2 separate regions of the Sus scrofa genome follow, and region 1 is linked to region 2. Evidence: chromatin contacts called from public HiChIP or PLAC-seq data. All regions are on one chromosome and are shown on one strand. Each heading gives the region's core, a stretch centred on a gene start, on an enhancer-like site or on the middle of the called end of the contact. The rest is flanking DNA. Distances are from core to core; before and after follow the strand shown.

Evidence for each region. HiChIP or PLAC-seq counts read pairs in DNA pulled down with a chosen protein or histone mark.
Region 1: a contact with region 2 is called in an H3K27ac HiChIP or PLAC-seq map of skeletal muscle. The contact joins the promoter of SERINC2 here to the promoter of FABP3 in region 2. A contact is called at or near these places in 10 of 47 Hi-C or Micro-C datasets (alveolar macrophages, embryonic fibroblasts, fetal skeletal muscle and 6 more) and 1 of 2 datasets of contacts at active chromatin or transcription factors (skeletal muscle).

What each region holds. Positions count from the first base shown.
Region 1 is chr6:87,993,643-87,997,171 of Sscrofa11.1, forward strand. It overlaps SERINC2 (serine incorporator 2), which reads left to right and starts at 2,089. Exons shown (of 10, transcript NM_001244148.1): 1 at 2,089-2,160. The coding sequence starts at 2,122.
Region 2 is chr6:87,949,287-87,952,751 of Sscrofa11.1, forward strand. FABP3 (fatty acid binding protein 3, muscle and heart (mammary-derived growth inhibitor)) reads right to left here and starts at 1,422. Exons shown (of 4, transcript NM_001099931.1): 1 at 1,307-1,422. The coding sequence starts at 1,379. LOC106510641 (a long non-coding RNA gene) reads left to right here and starts at 1,519. Exons shown (of 2, transcript XR_001309284.2): 1 at 1,519-1,903; 2 at 2,206-2,457.

The sequences.
Region 1 (3,529 bases), core at 839-3,338, 45 kb after region 2:
CGGGATGTGAGAGCCCAGCTTGCTTCCATCTTGGGTGGAGTGAGGCCAGGATAAGGCAGCACACCACCCTGTTCTGGGAAATTTCAATCTAAAAACTCAGCCAAGGATGTCCCTCTACACTTGCAGTCCTTTTAATCCCTCCTTCCTTTCAGATAACTGCCTGTTTCTTCCAATGCTTTCTGGATGCTCACAACTGCTCTCTGAGGTTAAGCAGGCTTTCCACACCCATTTCAGGGAAGGGGTGGAGATGCAGGGAGATGTGATCCCCAGGGCGGCAGAGGATGTGAGAGGGGTGACAGAACAAGAGTCTCAGGTGTTGCTCACTGAGGTCTTGGGCATTTTTCTATTGGACCAGGTCATGGAAAAGGAGGGATTGAATGGTGGAAAATTTGGCCGTTGGGGCAGAAGTGGCAAGAGGAGCTGACTCTGGAGTTCCCTGGTGGCTTAGTGGTTTAAGGATCTGGTGTTGTCACTGCAGTGGCTCAGGTCACTGCTACAGTGCAGGCTCAATCCCTGGCCCCAGAAGTGCCACATGCCGAGGGAGTAGCCAAAAAAAAAAAAAAAAAAAAAAAAAAAAAGAGGTGACCCTGGGAAGGACAGCTACGAGAAGACCTGCTTCAGACTGCTGGGTGGTGTCATTCCAGGCATAGAGGATGGCTGGGTAGAAGGTGACAGTGGAAGAGCTTTTTCTGAATCAGACTGTCCATCACAGTGGACAGTGGAATGAGGAAAGTGGGCTTGGAGTAAACATTTAGGCATTCTTTGAACCTGTTTCCTCATCTGTAGATTGGGATGGAGTGGGAGTTAATCTACTTCTCAGGGTTACTGTAGGCCCTGAACGGGACCATTTAGGTGAAAGAGTTTAGTATGACCTTGAGCTGCGTGGTAACTTTAGTTATTCGTGAGGCCGTAAAGGAGTCCCGTGTTGTAGAAACACAGCAAAGGAGGAGGTTATTTATTCCTAATGGGGCCGGGTGGTGGTTTGGGGTGTGTGTGGTTCTCTTCACTGAGAAAATATGGGATGTGAGCAAGGCTTTGATGCATAGAGAGGGGGATAAAGAGAAGAACTTTCTAGGGGGAGGGTAACCTGTGGACAAAAGTGTGGAGGAGAGAAACTGCAGGGTATGTTTGCAGAACAGTCCTGGCGCAATTAATGGCCAAGCCTCGCACCCCATGATTCACCAAGGAAGTAGTCAGGCTGGATCTTTGGCCCTGGGGCCAGCGTTGAGGCACTCAGATTTTCTTCCCTAACATTATCCCATCTATGGTTGAGTGAGGAGAGGATTGGAAGGTGAACTGAGAGTAATTACAGAGCCCTGCTTCTGGGACTCTCTCACCTGCTCCTGTGGGACCATCCAGCAGGCATGTAACCCACTCACCGCTCTTGACCTCCTGAGCTGGGGGCCAGGTTTGGGCACCCCTGAGGAGTGATGAGCCGCCCAGTGGGAGTGGCTCCAGGGAGCATGTGGTCTGAGACAGGAGTCAGTAGAGCTTGAAGAACAGGGGGATGGAGGGGAGGACAGATGGAAGAGTGGGAGGCCAGGTTTTAGGACAGGGAGCGCACAGAGCAAGCATCTACTATGTGTGGTAACAGCCTCCCTTTGAGGTAGGTATCTTCGCTTTACTGAAGCTCAGAGAGGTGAAATGACTTGCCCATTTCTTCGTGCAACAACTCATCATTCAACACTTAGGCATTGGGCAGAGAGGCTCTAGGCCACGGGCTGAGGTGTCAGGGGTGACCGTCACTTGGCTTCTGCCCCCTGCGGTGAAGTGGGGGAATTGTGAGGTCGCGTCGCGGCCTCGCTGGGACCCGACCCCAGGTCTCACTATTTCCAAACCATCACTTTGGATCCGGACATGAGCCCGGGCCAGAGTCGGATCTGGTTGCGCGGCCGCTGGGATCCCCGGTCCCCCCACTTTCCCTACGGTCCCGCCCAGCGCACCTGCCCCAGGTGAGTCCCGGGAGGCCCCGAACGCCGCCGGAAAGTCGCGAGCGGATTCGGCAGGTGGGGCGGGGCCGGGCCGGGGCGGGGCCAAGGGCGGGGCCAGCCCGGGGCGCCCCGAGCCTGACAGGATCCCGCGCCCCTCGGTCCGCGCCCAGCGCCCTGAGCCGCCGCCGACATGGGGGCCTGCCTGGGGGCCTGCTCCCTTCTCAGCTGCGTGAGTCCTGACCCCAGCGCCCGCCCGGACCGCCTGCCCCTTCTTCGGCCTCGCACTTTTACCCCGTCTTCTTCCTCCAAATAGTTTCTTCTTTTTCCTTCCTCCAAACTTGTCTTTCTGGGCCCGCACCCCGCCTCCTCGTGCCTCCGGTCCCCCAGCTCAACGAGTCTCCCCACCCCCATCCCAGGCCCGCGGGCGCCGGGGGACGGCTGGTGTCTGGGGCTCAGGTTACCGCGGGGGAGGGGGAGGGGCGCGCCCGGGCGGGGAGGGGAGTGTCCGGGGCCGGCGCCCCTCCCGGGAACTGGGGAGACGGAGGCCCAGAGCCCCGGTCGGGGTGGGTGCTGCGTCCCCAGCTCAACTTGCTGTCGTCCTGGCGGGGCGCCTCTCGTTCCCCTCCCGGGCGCTCTGACTCTTTGTGTGGCCTGCCCGGCCCCTGTCTCTATCCTGTGCGCCTTTCTCTTTCTCTGGCAGTGTCAGTCACTCTGTCTGTCTGTACCTGCCGTTCTACTTCTGTCATTTGTATGTGTCTGATGTCTGTGGGTCCCTTCGTTTGTCCGCCTGTCTTTGTCCATCTAAGCTTCTTCGTGTGTCATTGTCTGTTTCTGCAGTTTGGTGTCTGTCCCCCAGGGTCTGTTAGCCGGTCCAGTGTATCCATGTCTCTGTGTTTTGTCTGTGTCTGGTTCATTTTGGCTCAGGCTAACTCCTGGGCACTTCCCTAATGAGCCCCAGACCCTTCCCCTGTGGGCCCCAGAGCTGAAGTGGGTGGGGGGTGGGGGGTGGGAAGGAAGCCCCCTCCTCCCCTTTCTAAGCCAGTGTTGAGTGAGGTGGGCACTGGTTGCCACTGGCCCAACTCTGGGTGGGAAAACCTGGGAACTGAGGGAGGTTGGGGTGTGCAGGGGGAGGGAGTACCTGGTCGCCTGGACTTGGGGACCTGAGAAACAGTCAGCCTCCGTTTTGGGGCTGCTGCCAGCAGAGGGGAGGAGCATCAGCCAGACCCCGGCTGGGAGGCCCCTTCTCCTTTCGCCTTTCCCAGCCTCCTCTCCTTTTCCTCTTCCCCTCAGTAGATCTAAGGTTCTTTCAGGCAACCCCCTCCCGCTCTGCCCCACATAAAGCGGAGCCCAGAGAAAGGGGGGCCGTCTGCTGGCTGCTGAAAATCAGACTTCTTTTTCTTTGTTCCTGATTTGTGTGTGTGTGAGGATGGGGGTGTAGGGGCGGAGAGCTGGGGCATCTAGAGATTTACAGCCATTTTCTGAGAATGAAATCTAAACAGAGAGGCTACAGAGTGGGTCCCTGGACTCTTGTCCTCTCTGGGCATGCATTTTCCCTTCTGTGAAGTGTGTGTGTGTGTGTGTGTGTGTGTGTGTGCACC
Region 2 (3,465 bases), core at 172-2,671:
ATATCACCCTCCCTGAATGCATATCAAGAGCGGAAGGGCTAAAGTCAATCATTAGCTAAGCAGTTCTTGCCACTCCCAGCCCTAGGGCCCTTAGGTTTTCACATCAGCCCTGCTGCGGAATTGATGATAAATCTGTACTCTTTCTGAGTCTTGGCTTCTCCATCTGTCGGAACAAGCGGAACAAGCGGTCTCCAGAGTCGTCCTGTGCAAGATTCTTTCCCTCTTCATTCTCCCCCATCCCAGCACCACACACTTGTGGACCAAAGACCCTCCCTGCCTTCCTCTACCAGGTCTTGGGTTGCAGCTGGTGTTGGGGGCTCTTGCCCTATCCTACCACTAGACTCACTAGTGACTAAAGCCTGGTTACACACTGTAGGACAAGGTCAGAGGTTGGTTGAGAAAAAGAAAGAGGGCACCGGAGTTCCCATTGTGGCACAGTGGTTAACGAATCCGACTACGAACCATGACATTGCGGGTTCAATCCCTGGCCTTGCTCAGTGGGTTAACAGATCTGGCACTGCCGTGAGCTGTGGTGAAGGTCGCAGACCCGGCTCGGGTCCCGCGTTGCTGTGGCTCTGGCGTAGGCTGGCAGCTACAGCTCCGATTAGACCTCTAGCCTGGGAACCTCCTTATGCTGCGGGAGCGGCCCAAGAAATGGCAAAAAGACAAAAAAAAAAAGAAAAAAAGAAAAAAAAAAGAGGGCACCTTCCAGTGAGAATCCTTTAACCCAACATAGAGGAGCAGAAATTTTTGCGAACTGTGCAGACCCCTGTCTCACCCCCTCCTCATATCCCATTCACCATTGTCCGCTCTTCCATCTTCCTCCTCCTGGGGATTCCTTACTTCTTTAGGCCATAAAACACTTCCCCCATCCACTGCTTCCCTTTCAGTGTTCATAGTCTCCAGTTCCTAAACCTCCCATGCACCAGTTCTTTTCCTCCCCTAGCTAGCCTCCCACCGACCTTCTGGGACCAATGCTTCCCTTTTATCCAAACTCACCCCCTTACCCACGAATCCTACGCCCTTCTTCCTCGAAAGCGCCTTCCTGCCCCCACACTGACACAGCGGCCTCCTTATGCCTCCTTGCCTGGGAATCTCTTTCGCCAGGTTCAGACCATGAAAGCTCCCTCCCAAGAGGCCTCGCAAGCTCCAGCCCAGGCTACCACCTTCTCCGCGTCTCCGGATGCTGCATCTTTGACCAAGAGGGATGCAGCCTGCGCACAGGGTCCCAGCCAGGGCTGGAGCAAGGCTCCGGCCGGGCACGCGGCCAACCTCTTCCCAGCCCAACATCCCGAGTCGTCCTCACCAATTGACTTCATGTAGTCATCGAAATTCTTGCTGTCCACTAGCTTCCAGGTGCCCGCGAAGGCGTCCACCATGGTGAGGCTGGGCTAGGCTGAGAAAGAGACGACAGAACAGGCGCGCAAAAATTCCAGGACCGGCGGCTCCCAGCCCGCGCTACCGCTTTAAATGGCCCTAGCGTCACGTGACGAGGCGTGGCGTACGCCCCCGCTCCCGAAATAGGAAGCCCCATGCAGGCGCTGCCTCGCCGGGTTGATCGCCCATCCCCCAGCCTGCCGAAAGAGGAAGGGGCAGCCCGTAGGCGCCCGGCAGCACGGGTACCCGGGATCCGAATCCCTCCCCGGGGCTGGCAGGACCAGTCCCCTTTCCTGGCCTCAAGGCGCTCTTCGGAATCTGAGAAGGAAGCCGCTGGGGGCACGGAGCCCGCGAGTTGGGGCGCAGGTCATGGACATCTTCGGTTTCCTGGTCCCTCCACGAGCCTGGGGTCCGAACAGAGATGAGAGACTAGAGGAGAAAGGAAACTCACTCTTGGGCTGATGCCCCGCTGGGAAAGTTCTGGCCGACTCTCCGCGGCGTAGGCATCTTGGTCCTCTTTTTACAGGTGAGGAGTCCAAGACTTAGAGGGGACTGACAAGGTCGCAGGATTAAGGAGAGGGTGAGGTAGAGTCCAGATCACAAGCCTGGTGTAGCAGGCCCCAGACACCTCCCCCCGCCCCACGCTGTCCCGCCACTCACCGGGGGCAGCGTGTGCCCTCCCGGCAAAAGCATGACCCTTCCCGTCGCGCCGCTCCTGCTGCACACGTGCTCGCCCCTCCCTGCGGAATGTCCCCCGCGCCTTTCCGCCATGTGGTCCAACTCCCCCGTCCATCCTGCCAGTGCGCCCGGCTTTTCTGACCTCTGTAGGCACAAGCGTTTGCTCCCGTCGGCCGGGCGGTTCCCTCCTCAACCTCCTTCAGAAAGTCTGTGCTTGCAGCCAGCTCTACAAGGCTCAAGGACAGCTCCCTGTTCTGCCTGACAGCTACGGCCTCCACCCGCCACCTGCTGCCCTTTCTCTGACCTCCGCACACCCACAAGCAGCCTGTGCCTTCATAGACTGGCAGTCACTTTTAAAGAGCCTACCTTTTAATAATAAAGCACTTTTAATAATAAGATCCACCGTGTATTGCTGTTTATTGCATGCAGAGGGCTTTAAGGGCATTGTCTCATTGAACTTTTAAAACAAAGTCCCTGAAGTAGGTTTTATTATTATCATCCCTTTTATAGATGAGCAGGCTTGAAGTTTAGAGGAGCCCATCCGTTTCTTAATCCAGCAGTTATTAAAACACCTACTTTTGTGCCAGGCCCTGGACTAGGCTCTGGAGAGACAGCCATGAACAAGACACACACTCAAGGAAAAAAGACACATAAGGAAGTGGTGCCCAACTGAACTTGAGCCAGCAGAGGTGGGTACAGGGGGGCATGCAGGAGCAGGCCAGTGGTCCTCTCTGCCACTCCTGTACAGTGTGGCAGGCTTCCTTCCTGGACCTCTTTTTCTCCATGTGGAAGTGGAAACATCTGCCCCTACCTCCCTTCTCCTGACTTTCTGGGAAGAAGGCCAGGGAGGAAGAGCCTTCTCTTCCCCAAGGTCTTGGTTCTTTTGGGCAGATCCACTTGCCAGAAGACCAAAGAGGCCTGTTTCTGCCAAAGCGCTGGGACAGGCCTCAGGGCTGGGCATGGAGCCCTAGTGACCTCACTGCCTGAGCAGGTGCAGGGGGAGGAGGAGGAGTCAGAGAGTTTCTAACTCAAGGTCACAGCCTTTAGACACAGGGCCTCTTCCTCTCTCAAAGACATTGAGTGGCTGGAGAGCTAGGGACCAGAGCTCTCTCCCTACATGGCCTTTAAAAAGCAGGGCTGGAGAGCTGGGGCTGGGCTAACAGCTGCTGGCAGATAGATTTGTGTTCCAGTTCTCATTCCAGTCGTACTAGCTGTGCGGCATGAGCAATTCGCTTAAGCCACTCTGAGGCTGTTTCATCTTGAAAATGAAGGAAATGACAGTAGTTACCACATAGAGGTGTTGGGAGATCAAATGAAATAATGTATTAAAAATGCTGAGCAAAGTAAACCGAATAAATATTCGCTACTGCTGCTTTTATCTCCGTGGATAGTGCAGGACTCCTAAAACCT